Regions from separate parts of the Sus scrofa genome. Here regions 2, 3, 4 and 5 are each linked to region 1. Evidence: chromatin contacts called from public HiChIP or PLAC-seq and promoter capture Hi-C data. All regions are on one chromosome and are shown on one strand. The core of a region is the stretch at or near the end of the contact, and the rest is flanking DNA. Distances in the headings are between cores, read along the strand shown. Region 1 holds the start of TNRC6B (trinucleotide repeat-containing gene 6B protein). Region 2 holds the start of SLC25A17 (peroxisomal membrane protein PMP34). Region 3 holds the start of CBX7 (chromobox protein homolog 7). Region 4 overlaps MKL1 (MKL/myocardin-like protein 1). Region 5 holds the start of MKL1 (MKL/myocardin-like protein 1).

Region 1 (2,700 bases), core at 97-2,596:
TCTGAATGAAATGTTTTGACGATGTTGGGTTGGCTGATGGGTACAATTCTAGGCTAAGGTAAAGGCACTAAAAGCGAAAAGAGCTAAGGCAATGGAGTCAAACAGACCTGGGACCAAATGCCGGTCTACTACTTCCCACCTAGGTGACCTTGGGCAAATATCCCAGCCGCTCTGGAGCCCTGGTTTCCTATCGGTAAAATTTAGAATATAAAACTCACGGGTTTAACCAATAGTCCCTGTAAAGATCTCTGCATAGTTGGCACAAAGTAGGCACGCAATAAATAGCAGTCGTTATTACAGTCAACTACAGGCCAAACGACCAGAGTCATCTAAACTCCCTAGCAAACAACCGTAGCAAAACGAATCCAGATCTGACCGACGCGCCTTTTAGCCCAATAAGGTACCAGGAAAGAACTCGGTGGAGACAAACCAATGGCACTAGCTCTTGTTGTTGGACGGGCTCTCTTGCCGTCCCACCAATAGTTTGAGGATTTGACCAGGGAGTGACATTCCAACAGTCCAATGACGTACAACCAGCCCACACTCAGCACTTCGGAGGGGATAAATCAAGGAGCCGGGACGTATAGATTCCGTTATTAGGCAGTAGTGGATAGAGAGAGGACCTTAGGGGAAACAGCGCGAGGCCGAGGCACTAATGAGCAAATAAAAGAAAAAAGGCGATGGTTGCGCCAAGTGAGCTCGGCCGCCATCATGCTCTAGTTTCCCCTTCGCCTCTCCCAGTCCGCAACGGAGGAAGCGGCCTCTGGGATGCTGAGGGGGTGTGTCCCCTAATGATTGGCGCAGGCAGCGTAGCCAATCCTAGCTCGTCAAACGGAACGCACTTAACCAATGAGGGGCGACGGCAGCGGCGAGGAATTGGAGGGGCGGAACAGCAGCTTGACGGGCATAGAAGGCAGCCAGTGACGGCCGGCAGCATCCTTCCTGCGGCCAATGGAATGGGGCTCTGGGCGGGCCCCCGAGTGTTTGTGTTGTGGTTTTGGGGGAGGGAGGCGGAGGGGAAAGTTTGTTTATTTTGTTTTTAGTTTCTGGGGTCCCCGTGTTTCTCGGAGGTGAAGCGGGAGGGAGTGACTCCCCCCCGAGCCCCTCAGTCTCCCTACTACGTCGCCTCCATAGCCTGCGGAGAAGCGGGGACCGCGCGCCTCGCAGCGCATCGCCTCACAGCGGAACGCCGCGCACTCGGAGCGGGCACGGCTCGGCGGTGAGTGAGGACCGACGGCCACTGCTGTCCTTCCCCTCCCCCGCTCACCGCCCAGTCAGAGTCGGGCGGCCGGGTGGGTGAGGACGCCCGCGGGAGCGCGCCGCGCGGGGCCGGCCTGTCAAGCTGAGGCGCAGCGTGTGCATGTCCTCGCGAGTGAGCGCGCGCGGCGGGGAGAGGGCCGGGAGGGGCGTGAGCGCGCGCGCGGGGCAGGCGGGGGCGGCGGCGTTGGGCGCGCGCTCCGTGGGGCGGGCGTCTGGTGGGTTTGACCCCAGGGCGGGGAGGGACGCGGTCGACGTCCGCGCGCGGGGAAGGGGCGCTGGGAATGGAAGGGCCGGGCGGGCGCGCACGCGCGGCTCTGGGCGTCACGCGCCGGCAGGTGTGAGCTGGGGGAGGGCTTCCGGGTGGGCTGGTCGATCGAGTTCGCTTCTCGTCGCCGGGGGACCTCGGGGCGGGGAGGGGTCCCGGTAGTGGCAAAGAGCCGAGGCCCGCGGAGGCGCGTCGGGGCCCCTGCCAGGCAGTGGCAGAGGGAGGCGGCAGGCCTCAGCCTCTCGGTCCCCACCTGTGTGCAAGACCTGCGTGACGGAGCGAATGCGTTCCCCTGCTCATCCCGGACCGGGGGATCCCGCCCCCATCCCTCACCCCAGAGCCCTGAGTGTGGCCACCTTCCAGAGGCGATTCACTCTCCACGGGGAAAGGAGGGGACTGGCAGAGGACGTTCAGCCCGAGGTGTTTTCTGCTGTCCCCTGGTCCTGCGCCCTGTGGCTTCAAACTAGCCGGTTTCCACAGTGGGCTTAAATACACTGTAGAGGCTGAAGACAGCCAGTAGCCTCTAGTCGGGCACTTTAAGGACCAACCTATCCTCATATCTTTGAGCACAGAATACTATCTGGGTCTTTTCAGGCTCCTTGCTTTCTCATGTATCTTTGTATCTTTTGGCTGTTTTATTACTTTTTAGCATCTGCGCTAGAGATTGAGTGAGAGATAAGGTGAATTTCAAGTTGCTCCTTTGTATTGCAGTATAAGCAGCATCATACAACAGAATTGGCCAGAGATGTTTCTCCATAGTAAGTGAATAAAATGTCATTAATTTTGCCCCCCCCCAGCAGTTAAGCAAACAAATGTTTTGATACCTCATATCTTGTATTTTGTGAAAGTTTAACAATAGAAGCTATTTACTTCTTACTTGCAGGGAATTTCAGTAGAATGATAGTTTCCTATTGATTTGGAGAAGCATCTTGGCTTTGAAACTTTGTTTATTCTTTTGGTGATGTTATGTAAATGTCTGTTAAAAAGCAGAACTTACAGCACCTTGGCACCTCTACAGTGTGCAGTATCCTTGTAGGTAGGTAGTGGAGATGTGAATGTAGTAGGTTGCTACGCTAAGGCTAGAATCCGGAGTACAAATCAGACCGGCTTGTTTCACGTGGGATGCAGTGATGATGATAATGATGGCTTTATAGTTTCTTAGTTCTTAACTGGTT
Region 2 (2,700 bases), core at 116-2,615, 690 kb after region 1:
TGGCTAGCTGTCTGTATTTCACACTCAGAGTGAAAAGTCTCACACCACTTGGTCCCCTGAAACCCACTTGCATCTTTGTTGTCTCCATTCCAGACACAGAGGTCTCCACGCCCATCCTAGAGCAGGTCAAGCAAGCCTCCACTGCAGAGCAAGACTTTACACTGGCTGGAAAGCTCTTCTAGTCTAATTGAATGAACCAAGACTTCCAAATCAGACACTTCCATGAACTACTGTGTCACCTAAATCACGTTAACAACTCTGTGAAGTAGGTGTCAATACCCCCCCTTTACAGATTCGGAAAGTGACATTTAAAGACCACCTATCCAACACATGATGGAGTTGCGGTTCAATTCCCATTATTATGCACAGAATCCTGAGCTCACAGTGCAGTTTGGGGGGACTAGGAGAGGACTCAGTAATGTTCTTCTGAAGTCCCAATGAGTCCAGGTGCACGTCGACAGCTAGAGAGGGATGTAAGGAAAGGCAGTCAGAGAAACAGGATAAGAACCAGGAGGGGAAATTACCCAAACCCAGAGTGTAAAGTTCCTAGGAAAAGGGAGTGGTGTCAAATGGAAGCGAGACATACAGAAGCCCAAGAACCAAGCATATTCCTCAGAGTAAACCACACCTGGGTAGAGGGGAACTTTGATCTTGATTTAATTAAAACAAAACAAAACAAAAAGAGGTATTTTTCTTCTGCCAAGAACAAGAGGTACCCCGACTAGGTTCTACCACTTGCCTGCAGCAAGATGTGTAATTAAGCATGTGATTAAGCAACACAGCTTTACACCAAGGCTCGCCTCTGGCCCAGTGAGACAAAGTCTGTGTGTGGAGTGGGGGAGGGAGAGGGGGAATGACTGCCCTTTATATTTCCGAAGTCAAAGAAAACTGCAATTACTTTCTCCCCGAGGGTGTGTGGGACCACCGCTGCCTACATCCCAGATATTCTCTAACTGGCCAGAGCGGTAGCCAGAGGCGGAGGGTAAGTGTCGGCCTTCACCCCAAATGCTTCTAGCAACACTTCACCTAAGCCCCATTCCTCTTCGCCCCAGTCAGGCCAAGAGACTCCACACGAACTCCTTCTCATCCCCATCCCCCAGTCACATCCCGGTCCGGCCCCAGAGAAGCCCCACACCCGCAATGGCCCGGACGTGAAGACCCCGCCTCACCACGGCTCCTGCCACGGCGTGGACCAGGTTTTCGTAGGACAGCACGGAAGCCATAGGTGCGGTTCCCGCAGACCTGGTCACAGTTCTCCAGCAGGAGCCACAGCCAGTCGAGAGAGGAAAGAAGCACTGGAGCCCCGAGAGGTAGCGTCAGAAACTCCACCCTCTCAAGCCCGCCTCCTCCAAAACAACTCCTTCCGGGTCACAGGGCGCCCAGTCTCCCGGCCAGAGGCTGGAGGGAAGGGAAGGCGGGCCTGAGGACGCCCCTTGGTTCTGATTGGCCCCCGAGGCTTGCGCCGGGCGGGGCAGTGCGTGCTGGCCCCACCACCCCTGTGGTTCCCTGGAGTTCCCAGGGCTTGGCCAGTCGTGCTTCACGTCAACTCCAACACAGGGGGCGACAGAAAACCTACGCAGCCTCCTTTTTCTCCACTTCTGTCCGTAAGACAAGCTGGAGACAAGAAAGATGGGGGATTCATTTTCCTGTTTTCTTCTCACTAGTGTTTTTAGTCACATTTTGGTCAAGCGGAAGTAAGTATTGCTTGGGCAGGTCTACCTCCTGGTAGGAAGAGAACTTGAGCTTCAGGGAATCAGATAATCATAAAGAGATGGGAACAAACTAGTTAGCAGCTAGGAAGATCATTTAACCTTTTGGTTTCCTTTGTGAAATGATAATTAAAATCGACTCTACCTGCTGTGAGGATTACAAATTATGTAGATATACTTTATAAAATGCAGAAGAAAAAACTTCTTTTGTGTTGAAAAGTGAAAAACCAAACTACACAGAACTAGAAAACCACACGCTACCACCCCTCACCGACATCATAGCATAATACACCATGCTTTAGAACTTCAACCTTACTTCTTCACTTGGGCACCATAGTTCAGCGTCTCTGCCAGCTTCAGGACCGGTTAGTTTACTTTTATAATCCTTGCTGATAATCCTCGAGTACTTACTACAGCCAGCCTCAATGTTTTCTGCCCTTTACATTTACTCCCAGCAGAGGGCCCTAAAGATGTTCACCTGCTTGTGTTTTCACAAAATTTGCAGAAAATATTTTAACCACCACTGGTTAGGATCCCTTTCCCTTTAAACTCCCTTTCATTTAGGGTGGTGACCACAGCTAAGTCAAAGACGAGCTGGGGACACGTATTTAGAAGTGCTTATTTGTATGTACTAATTTAAGTTGCCGCTAGATGTCCTGTTGTAGGAATCATTTCTACCACCCTCTAGAGTCATGACAGGAAGGCGCAGTGAAAGTCAAATGAAGATAGGATTCTGGCACTAGAACATAGAAGCTTGTCTGCTGAAAATTTGAGAACTCAGTTCTCATGAACTCCTAATTAAATTGAAAGCTCTCTCAAGAACAAACCGGATTATGTAGCATGCAGATTTATAAATATACTGTCTTTATGATGGTAATTGAACACGATTAATATTTTTTCTTTACTATCGCACCTGTGGTATGTGGACATTCCCAGGCCAGGGGTCTAATAGGAGCTGCAGCTGTGGCCTAGGCCACAGTCACCTCAACAC
Region 3 (2,700 bases), core at 9-2,508, 760 kb before region 1:
TAACTTGCTGTGTGACCTTGACCAGGCTACTTCCCCAGCCCGGGCCTCAGTCTGTGCCTTGGTCAAATACAAGGAGATGAACTCTTTAAGACCTCTTCCTATCCTGCCGCTAGAATTTCCCAAGGGGCTGCGGAGAGGAGATAAGGCAAAAGGATGGTGGTGCGTGCTGGGGACAGGAACTTTCCTCAAACACTTCGTCCCCAGCCTCCAGTCTGGGGCCGGATCACTTTGCAAACGTGTGCACGGCCAAAGTCCAGCCCTGAGGCACAGGGACCAAACCCAGCGGAAGAGATGCCTCCTTAAATTGCAGGGTGTATGTTTTGGAGGCGAAGGCGAAGGGGGAGGAGCTTCGTGGATGCCCCAGCGCTGTAGGCAGCTTCTCGGAGCCCGGCTGGCCTGGCCGGGCGGGGCTGCGAGTTGGGGAGGGGAAGACGGGGGCGTGCACTGGCAGAGGGGAGAGACTCGGAGGTGAGGGTGTGGAAGGAATCGGAAAAGGTCGAAGTCCAGCAGTTAGACTTCAGAGACTAAGAGACGGCTTTTTCCAAAGCTCCGCCTCCAACTTCAAAGGACTTGGCACCAAGAGTCCAGAGTCCTGAGTTCGAGACCCCGATCTGCGTCGAACACACTAGGCAAGCCGTTTCTTCATTTGGGCCTCAGTTTCCCTATATTTAGAATGAGGGGAGGATGAGAAAGGATGACATTCAGGATCCCTACGGTCTGATCCTAATTTCTAGCTCTGGCGAGCTTATCTGCCCCCAGCATCCTGGGGTGACAACTTTTATACTACTAGCCCTACAAGGTAGCGGGGGAAACTGAGGCACGGGTTGGGGATGGGAGCCCGGCAGTGCGGAGCTGCCTGGGCACCCCTGCCCCACTTTCGCCGTCGCCTCCAGCTTGAAGGTGACAGTGCTGAGGACAAGAGGGGACCCCACAGGGGTCCTGGGAGCCGCCCCCGGGCAGCCTCACCTTCCGCACGCGCTTCTTCCGGATGCTCTCTACGGCGAACACCTGCTCGCCGATGGCTGACAGCTCCATGTGGGGCGGCGGGCGAGCGGGCCCGGGGCCTGGCCGGGCCGGGCCGGGGGCGGAGCTGCGGGGCCGCGTCTGCGGCGCGCGATGCTCGGGCCAGCGGGGACCCCGTCACCCTCGCCCGGGCGCGCACGCGCACGCGCACGCGCGCACACCCCCTCGCGCTCCCTCACGCCGCCGACGTTCCATTTTTGAACCTGCGCAACGTTTTCCTCGGCGCGCGCGAGCGAGCGAGCGAGCGCGCGGGGCGGGGGCGGGGGCGGGGCGGGGGCTCGGCTCGCGCTGGGCAGGTCACGCCCCTCCCTCCCTCCCTCCTTCCTGGCTCCGCCCCGCCCCGCCCCCACTGGAGCTCCGCCCCGCCCGACCTGCGGGCTCCGCGCCGCTCGCTGGAGCTGCGGGCTCGCGGGACTTATTTGGTGCAGTCGCTGCTCGGCTCCGAGCTCTTACTACCCGGACGCATTTCCTAAAATCCTCCCGGTGACTCTGAGGGGCCGGAAACGGCATGGCCCGGGTTGGGCAGATGAGGACACCGGCAGAGCGGGGAGACCATGTGCCCCACCTCGCACAAACGACAGGCGGGGTCGCGAAACGGACCCTTGGGGGGCAGGAGGGCGGGGACGGCCAAGGTTTCCCAATGCGTTGGGGCTTCTCCGCACGGTGGTCTTTCTAGATACCGGCTCCTGAGCGGCGTGATTTGGCCAGTCCTGAGCGGGCGCCCGCTTGTCCATTCTTCTGTCGGTCAGCGGGTCTGCCGGTGCTTGTGCTGAGGCTTCGGGATCCCACGCGGCGGCTACTTCGAGGCAATACTTGGCGACGGGTGCAGCCGCGACAGATCTAAGGTGCACAGTGGGACGGAATTTGGTGCCACGCAGCCACGAGTCCCCAGTCACATGCTTTTGGCTTTTGGCACATAAGTAGGTGTTCGACTGTTTCTGGAATGAATGCATCGGGAGGTCCCGAACGAACCGTTTATCCTCACCTCCCCTCTGTTTCCGCTACGGCGCCACCGTTCATCCTAGCTCGGAACCCTAGTCATCCTTGCCTCTCTGATTCCCAACTCCTGCTGCAATGACCCCAAGTCCCGCCTCTCTGATCTCCTCCCCTCCACACCCCATGTCCGTTCTCTGGGCAACCTTCTCACTGCCCACCCCTCCGAGCCGCCCGTGTCCACACAGTGCCAGAGGGTGCTTTCTGAAGTGCAGATCTGACGGAGTGCTCCGAGTGCTTAGAAACCTTCCGTGGCCCCCCTGTTGCCCTCTGTCTGGAAAAAACGCCTCTGTCTGGAAACAAAGAAATAGGTTTACACTGACTTTTTATCAGGAGCAGCGGAAGCCAGTGGGAAGGTGGTAGAATGATATATTCAGAGCCCTGACAGAAAATAAGCATCATCGTCGAAATTCAGTGAAATTTTATTTCAAAATTTAAGCACCCAGTGAAAACATCTTTCTAGAACAAAGTGTAATCATAACATTCATAGATACGAAAACCAAGACCTTGCCACCAGGAGACCCTCCCTAAAGGAAATTCCAACGGAGGAACTTCAGGCAGGAGGAAGATGATCACAGACAAAAGTCTGCTGCAATAGGGAATAAAGAACAATAAGGAACATGGATAGTATGTCATGATAACAATGTCTTCTGGATAAAAATAGAATCAAAATACACAAAACAA
Region 4 (2,700 bases), core at 109-2,608, 520 kb after region 1:
CCGCCGAGCGTTCCAAACTGTCTTTTCTGTCAGCCTAGCCTATGATGCTGCAGTTGCCTAGCCAGCGTCCCCCCCACCCCCGCCACCCCAAATCAGATAAAGAATAAATCCTTGTAATAAGTCCCTTAATCTCCTACTTGTTCTGTTTCTCTGATTGAACCCTGACTGATAAAGATTTTGGTATCTTGAAGTGGGATTGCTGCTATAACATATTCTTTTAAACATGGAAATGGCTTTGAAATTAGATAACGAGTAGAGGCTGGAAGAATTCTGAGACGCAGGAATGGATAAGCAATGAGGTCCTGCTGTGTAGCACTGGGAACTATGTCTAGTCACTTATGATGGAACATGATAATGTGAGAAAAAAGAATCTATACATGTATGTGTAACTGGGTCACCTTGCTGTACAGGAGAAAACTGACAGAACACTGTAAACCAGCTATAATGAAAAAAATAAAAATCATTATATACTTTAAAAAAATAATTCGGAGAAGCATAATTTCAAAAGCCTAGACTGCCTTCAACAAACTGTTGGTAGAAATAGAGACCCTGAAGGCGATTCTGGTGAGAACTCAGAGGGAAGTGAGAAGCACAACACAGAAAGCCTATACTGTTTTAGAGACTATAAATGTCATCAAAAACAGAAGGCTCGTAAAAAACACGAACACTAAAGGTGCTTCTGGTAAGGTCTCAGAAGAAAATGAGGAATGTTATTAGGAACTGGAGGAAAGGAGTTCCCCTTGTGGCTCAGTGGTTAACGAATCCAACTAGGAATGATGAGGTTGCAGGTTCGATCCCTGGCCTTGCTCAGTGGGTTGAGGATCCGGCATTGCCATGAGCCGTGGTGTAGACTGCAGACTCGGCTCAGATCCTGCATAGCTGTGGCTCTGATGTAGGCCAGTGGCTATAGCTCCAATTAGACCCCTAGCCTGGGAACCTCCATGTGCCGCGGGAGTGGCACTAGAAAGGGCAAAAAGACAAAAAAAAAAAAAAAAAGGAACTGGAGCAAAAGGGATCCTTTTCAGACAATGGCAAAAAAAAAAACTTAGCTGAATTTCGTCCTACAGTTGTGTGAAAAGCAGAACTTGGATATTTAGCTAAGGGGATTTTCAAGCAGCAAGTTGAAGGTGCAGGCTGGTTTCTTCTGGTTGCTTACAGCAAAATGCAAGAGGAAAGAAAAATTGATGGGCTAAATGTCAAACAAAGGAAACTAGTATGTGATGATTTGAGAAATTCTCAGCTTATCTAGACCACAAAAAATGCTAAAATTAGGAGACGCTAGTAAGAAAGCACTGCTGTGGCGAGGAAAGCCAAGAGTGTGGCTGGACAACATTTTACTCCTGCTGAAAGATCACACATGTAACTCAGGGGCCCTCAACCAACCGTCTAAGCGGAAGCTAGGAAGAGACAGGCGATTATCCAGGGAAGATCTACGGAGGAGCCTCCTGTCTAATGACAAGAACCCCTTTCCATCTGGCGGCAGCCATCATGTAAGCCGAGATGGGCGCCTACGCGTACCTCCAGGAGCTATGGAGGAAGAGGCTTTCTCCTCCAGTGCACTGCCGGCAGTCCCACCAGCCCTCAGCGTCTCACAGGGCCCCCCACCTCAACTGGCCTGATAAGGCTCGCAGGCTGGGTACAAGGCCAGGTAAGGTCATCAGATTCATGTGCCACCATGGCAAGCCTAAGGGTGCCACCATGGCAAGCCTGTCCACCCCATGGTGTCAACCAGCTGAAGTCTGCCCGAAGCCTTGAGTCTACTGCCGAGGTCCTAAATTCTTACTGAGTTGGTGAAGCTTCTATGTACAAATTCTCTGAGGTTATCCTCATTGATCCATTCCATAAAGCTATGAGAAGAAATCCTGACACCCAATGGAGCATCAAACCAGTCTACAAGCACAGGGAGATGCGAGGGCTGACTTGCTGGCAGAAAGAGCTGTGGCCTCGAGAAGGGCCTCAAGTTCCACCACACTACTTGTGGTTCTCGCCACACAGCTTGAAGAAGATGCAATAGTCTCCTACTTCACCGATACTGCTGATACAAGTACTGTTTATAAAATTCTTACCTAGTGGATAAGCAATGAGATCCTACTGTATAGCACAGGGAACTGTATCCACTCACTTGTGATGGAACATGATAGAGGATAATGTGAAAAAAAGAATATATATAGATATGTATGACTGGGTCACTTAGCTGTATGGTAGAAATTGACAGAACACTGTAAATCAGCTATAATGGAAAAAATAAAAATCATAAAATCATAAAAATTCTTACCTAATAAACAATATAGGACATTCATGTCTGCTTAAAAAAAAAAAAAAATCCCTGAGACATACATACATAGGAGACTCAAAAGGTTTCTGAGACTCTTACATAAGCAGAAACACGCCAGCCAGCTTGGCCTGAAAGGGACAGAAAGAAAACAAAGCAAAGGAAGCCTGTTGGACTACCAAAATTCTACAGGCAATTTAACTACTAATAAAACCACACAGCAACCACGTGCTACCCTTCAAGAAAAAGTGAAGATAATTCCAGGAACAGTCTTGGGTCCCGAAGCCAGAGTCCCAGAGGGTGGCATCTCTAGCTACAGAGGATTACTCCTAGGCTTTGCAACCTAAGAGATTTTCTGCTGAATTTTAAAATCGGTGGGACCAGTGACACACTTATTCCTTGCATTTTCTCCTTTTTGGAATGGGAAT
Region 5 (2,700 bases), core at 53-2,552, 560 kb after region 1:
TTGGTGGAGGACAGAGCAGGGAGCAGAAGGGAGCTGGGGGCGAAGGACATTCTGGGGCATTTTGAAAAAGAGCTTAGGAGGCAGACAAGCAAAGAAAAATCCAAGGGGCCATTGTGTGTAGACGTTGGAGAAGCATGGGACACTTTGTAGCAATGCTAAGCCACTGAAATATGACACGGGGAGAAATAGGAGGTGGTGGAGGCAGAGGCCTGACAGGTGGGTAGAGGCCAGATCATGAAGCGTCCTGGGTACCCTAATAAAAAACTGGGGTTTAAAGCTCTTCTGAAAAAGAACTGGCTTCTCGGAGTTCATGAGGATGTGGGTTTGACTCTTGGCCTTGCTCAGTGGGTTAAGGATCTGGCGTTGCCGTGAGCCTCAGTGTAGGCTGCAGATGCAGCTCAGATCCCAAGTTGCTATGGCTGTGGTGTAGGCCAGCAGCTGTAGCTCCGATTCGACCCCTAGCCTGGGAATCTCCATATGCTGTGGGTGCGGCCCTAAAAAGCAGAAAAAAAAAAAAAAAAAAAAAAAAGAGAGCTGGGTTTTCATTCCAGCCCCACCTCAAAGCTTTCTGCAAACATTTACCCACCATCAGAGGGTGAGCCAGCCTTGTTCAGCTGGGTGAGATCAGAGCCCAGATGCTGCAGAACTGAAGTGGGTGAGAGGCAACCAGCAGGCAAATGGCCAGAGAGGGAAGGCTGGAGAGGGGCTGTCTGCAAGGGCTGAAAACACAGTGGCTGGCACCAATTTGAAAGGTAAGTCCTTTTCTCTATGTAGGCATTTCAGAAGCCGAAAGAAAGAGAGTCATCAGAAGGGGGCCCAAACCAACTATAACAGAAAAAATAAAAATCATTATTTAAAAAGAAAAAAAAAAAAAAAAAAAAGGGAGTGCCATGGAGAGGAATGAACTCAGAATTTGGAATCAGAAGAGCAGAAGGCCTAGGCGTGGGGTGCAGCACCGCCAGCTGGACGGCCCTGAGAGTCACCCAACTCTAGGAACCTCCGTATCTACATCTGCGCTGTGGATCTTATCTGTTCCACGGGGTCAGCTAAGAAAAGGCATGTGTGTAAAAAAAGCCTGTGCAAATGTTAGTTACTCTCATTTTGCCAGCACCCCCACCTCCCCGCCCCAACACATACAAAAAAAGCCTGCAGCAAGGAGAATCCCAAGGCAGGCTCATTTTACTCTGGTTACCATTTGGCACAGAGCAGGTCGGGGACTTACTGGATGACACAGCAAGTCAGCAGCAGAGCCAAGCTGTAAATCCACCCAAGTACTGAGTCCAACATTGTCAGCAGAATCAGCTGAAGCCCAACTTGACACCACAGTTCAGATGTCGAAGGTGTTCCTAGGAAGTCCCTTTCAGCAAAGAGTGTTCAAAGTTGTTCCCAAAGGGCAGTCCTAATATCCTCCAAATGTGGGCAAGCTGTAGCTGGACGAGGCTCCCAGGAGGCTGGGCGAGGAGGGAGAGACTAGATACTTGCCCTGAAAACGGAGAAGAGACTGTGCCTTCCTCAAGGCTTCCTGTGGTTACAGCCCTCCCACCCTCACCCGCTTTTTCAAAACAGATTTATTGAGATGTAATTCATATACCATAAAACACATCTTTTGAAAGGTATGATTCAATGGTTTTTCGTATATTCACGGAGTGGTGCAACCATCACCACAGTAAATTTTAGAACATTTTCATCACCCCATGGAAGAACTCCTAGTCATCAGCAGTCATTTCCTTCCCCCACCCCACCTTTCGCCCAGCCCTAGGCATTCACTAACCTACTTTATAGCTCCAAAGATTTGCCTACATGGGGCATCTCATAAAGATAGAATCATAAGCCATATAGTCTTTGTGATCGGCTTCTTTCACTTAGTGTAGCGATTTCAAGGTTCAATCATGTTGTAGCAAGTATCAGTACTTCATTCTTTTTCATGGCTGAATAATATTCTATTGTGTGATTATACTACATTTTATTTTTCCATTCAGTTTATGGACCTTTGGGTTGTTTCTACTTTTTGGTTATCATGACTAATGCTGCTATGAACATTTGTGCACAGGTTTTGGATTTTTTTTGCCACACTCATGGCATGCAAAAGCTCCCAGGCCAGGGATTGAACCTGTGCCACAGCAGTGACCTGAGCCACAGCAGTGACAATACAAGATCCATAACCCACTAGGCCACCAGGGAACTCCTGTGTACAGGTTTTTGTGTGGACATGTTTTTATTTTTGTTTTTCAAAAACAGGCCAGTTTTATTTATACACAGAACAGGGTACTTACAACCCCAGAGGTGGATATGTACATAGCGATACAGGAGGCCTGTGCGGCACGGTGGGCTCTGTATAAATTAAGATCATAAATATGAGGGGAAGCCCCACCCAATGCCTGCACAAAGCTTTTCACCAAGACTCCAGGGATCCTTCCTGCAGTGGTCTACACTGACAGGACCGTGGGCCTGGAGGGACAGCCGTCCAGCCACAGGGCGGTTGCAGGCGGGGAACAGTCCCAAGTGCAGCAACGAAAACACCACAACGTGCAGGGGGCTCCGCCCTGAACCACTCAGGCTGAGCTTCATGCAACGCTCCGGGCTTATTCCTCTCTCTCCAACGCACTAGACTCAGAAACAGTGTTACGGAAACAGTGTTGCTCTAATCACCAACAATGTTACTTCTAAACACCACACGCTTCACCTAAACCTCAGGCCTTC

Evidence for each region. Promoter capture Hi-C pulls out the DNA fragments that hold promoters and counts their contacts. HiChIP or PLAC-seq counts read pairs in DNA pulled down with a chosen protein or histone mark.
Region 2: an H3K27ac HiChIP or PLAC-seq map of alveolar macrophages shows a contact between it and region 1. The contact joins the promoter of SLC25A17 here to the promoter of TNRC6B in region 1. A contact is called at or near these places in 1 of 5 promoter capture datasets (liver) and 2 of 2 datasets of contacts at active chromatin or transcription factors (alveolar macrophages and skeletal muscle).
Region 3: a promoter capture Hi-C map of liver shows a contact between it and region 1, with 4 times the contacts expected there. The contact joins the promoter of CBX7 here to the promoter of TNRC6B in region 1. A contact is called at or near these places in 1 of 5 promoter capture datasets (liver), 5 of 47 Hi-C or Micro-C datasets (embryonic fibroblasts, liver, omental adipose tissue and 2 more) and 1 of 2 datasets of contacts at active chromatin or transcription factors (skeletal muscle).
Region 4: a contact with region 1 is called in an H3K27ac HiChIP or PLAC-seq map of alveolar macrophages. The contact joins the enhancer-like site here to the promoter of TNRC6B in region 1. A contact is called at or near these places in 2 of 5 promoter capture datasets (fetal liver and fetal skeletal muscle), 4 of 47 Hi-C or Micro-C datasets (brain, heart right ventricle, liver and 1 more) and 2 of 2 datasets of contacts at active chromatin or transcription factors (alveolar macrophages and skeletal muscle).
Region 5: an H3K27ac HiChIP or PLAC-seq map of skeletal muscle shows a contact between it and region 1, with 4 times the contacts expected there. The contact joins the promoter of MKL1 here to the promoter of TNRC6B in region 1. A contact is called at or near these places in 1 of 5 promoter capture datasets (skeletal muscle), 5 of 47 Hi-C or Micro-C datasets (embryonic fibroblasts, fetal skeletal muscle, mesenteric adipose tissue and 1 more) and 1 of 2 datasets of contacts at active chromatin or transcription factors (skeletal muscle).

The regions. Positions count from the first base shown.
Region 1 is chr5:8,309,710-8,312,409 of Sscrofa11.1, reverse strand. TNRC6B (trinucleotide repeat-containing gene 6B protein) reads left to right here and starts at 1,346. Exons shown (of 26, transcript XM_021092847.1): 1 at 1,346-1,372. The coding sequence starts at 1,361. LOC102162756 (a long non-coding RNA gene) reads right to left here and starts at 445. Exons shown (of 2, transcript XR_001305237.2): 1 at 219-445.
Region 2 is chr5:7,621,303-7,624,002 of Sscrofa11.1, reverse strand. It overlaps SLC25A17 (peroxisomal membrane protein PMP34), which reads right to left and starts at 1,365. Exons shown (of 9, transcript XM_003126004.4): 1 at 1,170-1,365. The coding sequence starts at 1,223.
Region 3 is chr5:9,068,870-9,071,569 of Sscrofa11.1, reverse strand. CBX7 (chromobox protein homolog 7) reads right to left here and starts at 1,258. Exons shown (of 6, transcript XM_013997510.2): 1 at 967-1,258. The coding sequence starts at 1,035.
Region 4 is chr5:7,787,264-7,789,963 of Sscrofa11.1, reverse strand. All of the region lies in intron 2 of MKL1 (MKL/myocardin-like protein 1), which reads right to left. Among named protein-coding and RNA genes, the nearest start is that of MKL1, 37 kb to the right of the region's middle. Within about 2 kb of position 1,358, at least 7 of the 83 cell types and tissues checked have an H3K27ac peak or open chromatin away from gene starts, as enhancers often do. A contact at or near this core is called in alveolar macrophages, where this site is marked.
Region 5 is chr5:7,749,952-7,752,651 of Sscrofa11.1, reverse strand. It overlaps MKL1 (MKL/myocardin-like protein 1), which reads right to left and starts at 1,302. Exons shown (of 16, transcript XM_021092835.1): 1 at 1,223-1,302. The coding sequence starts at 1,287. It also overlaps a transcript of MCHR1 not described here.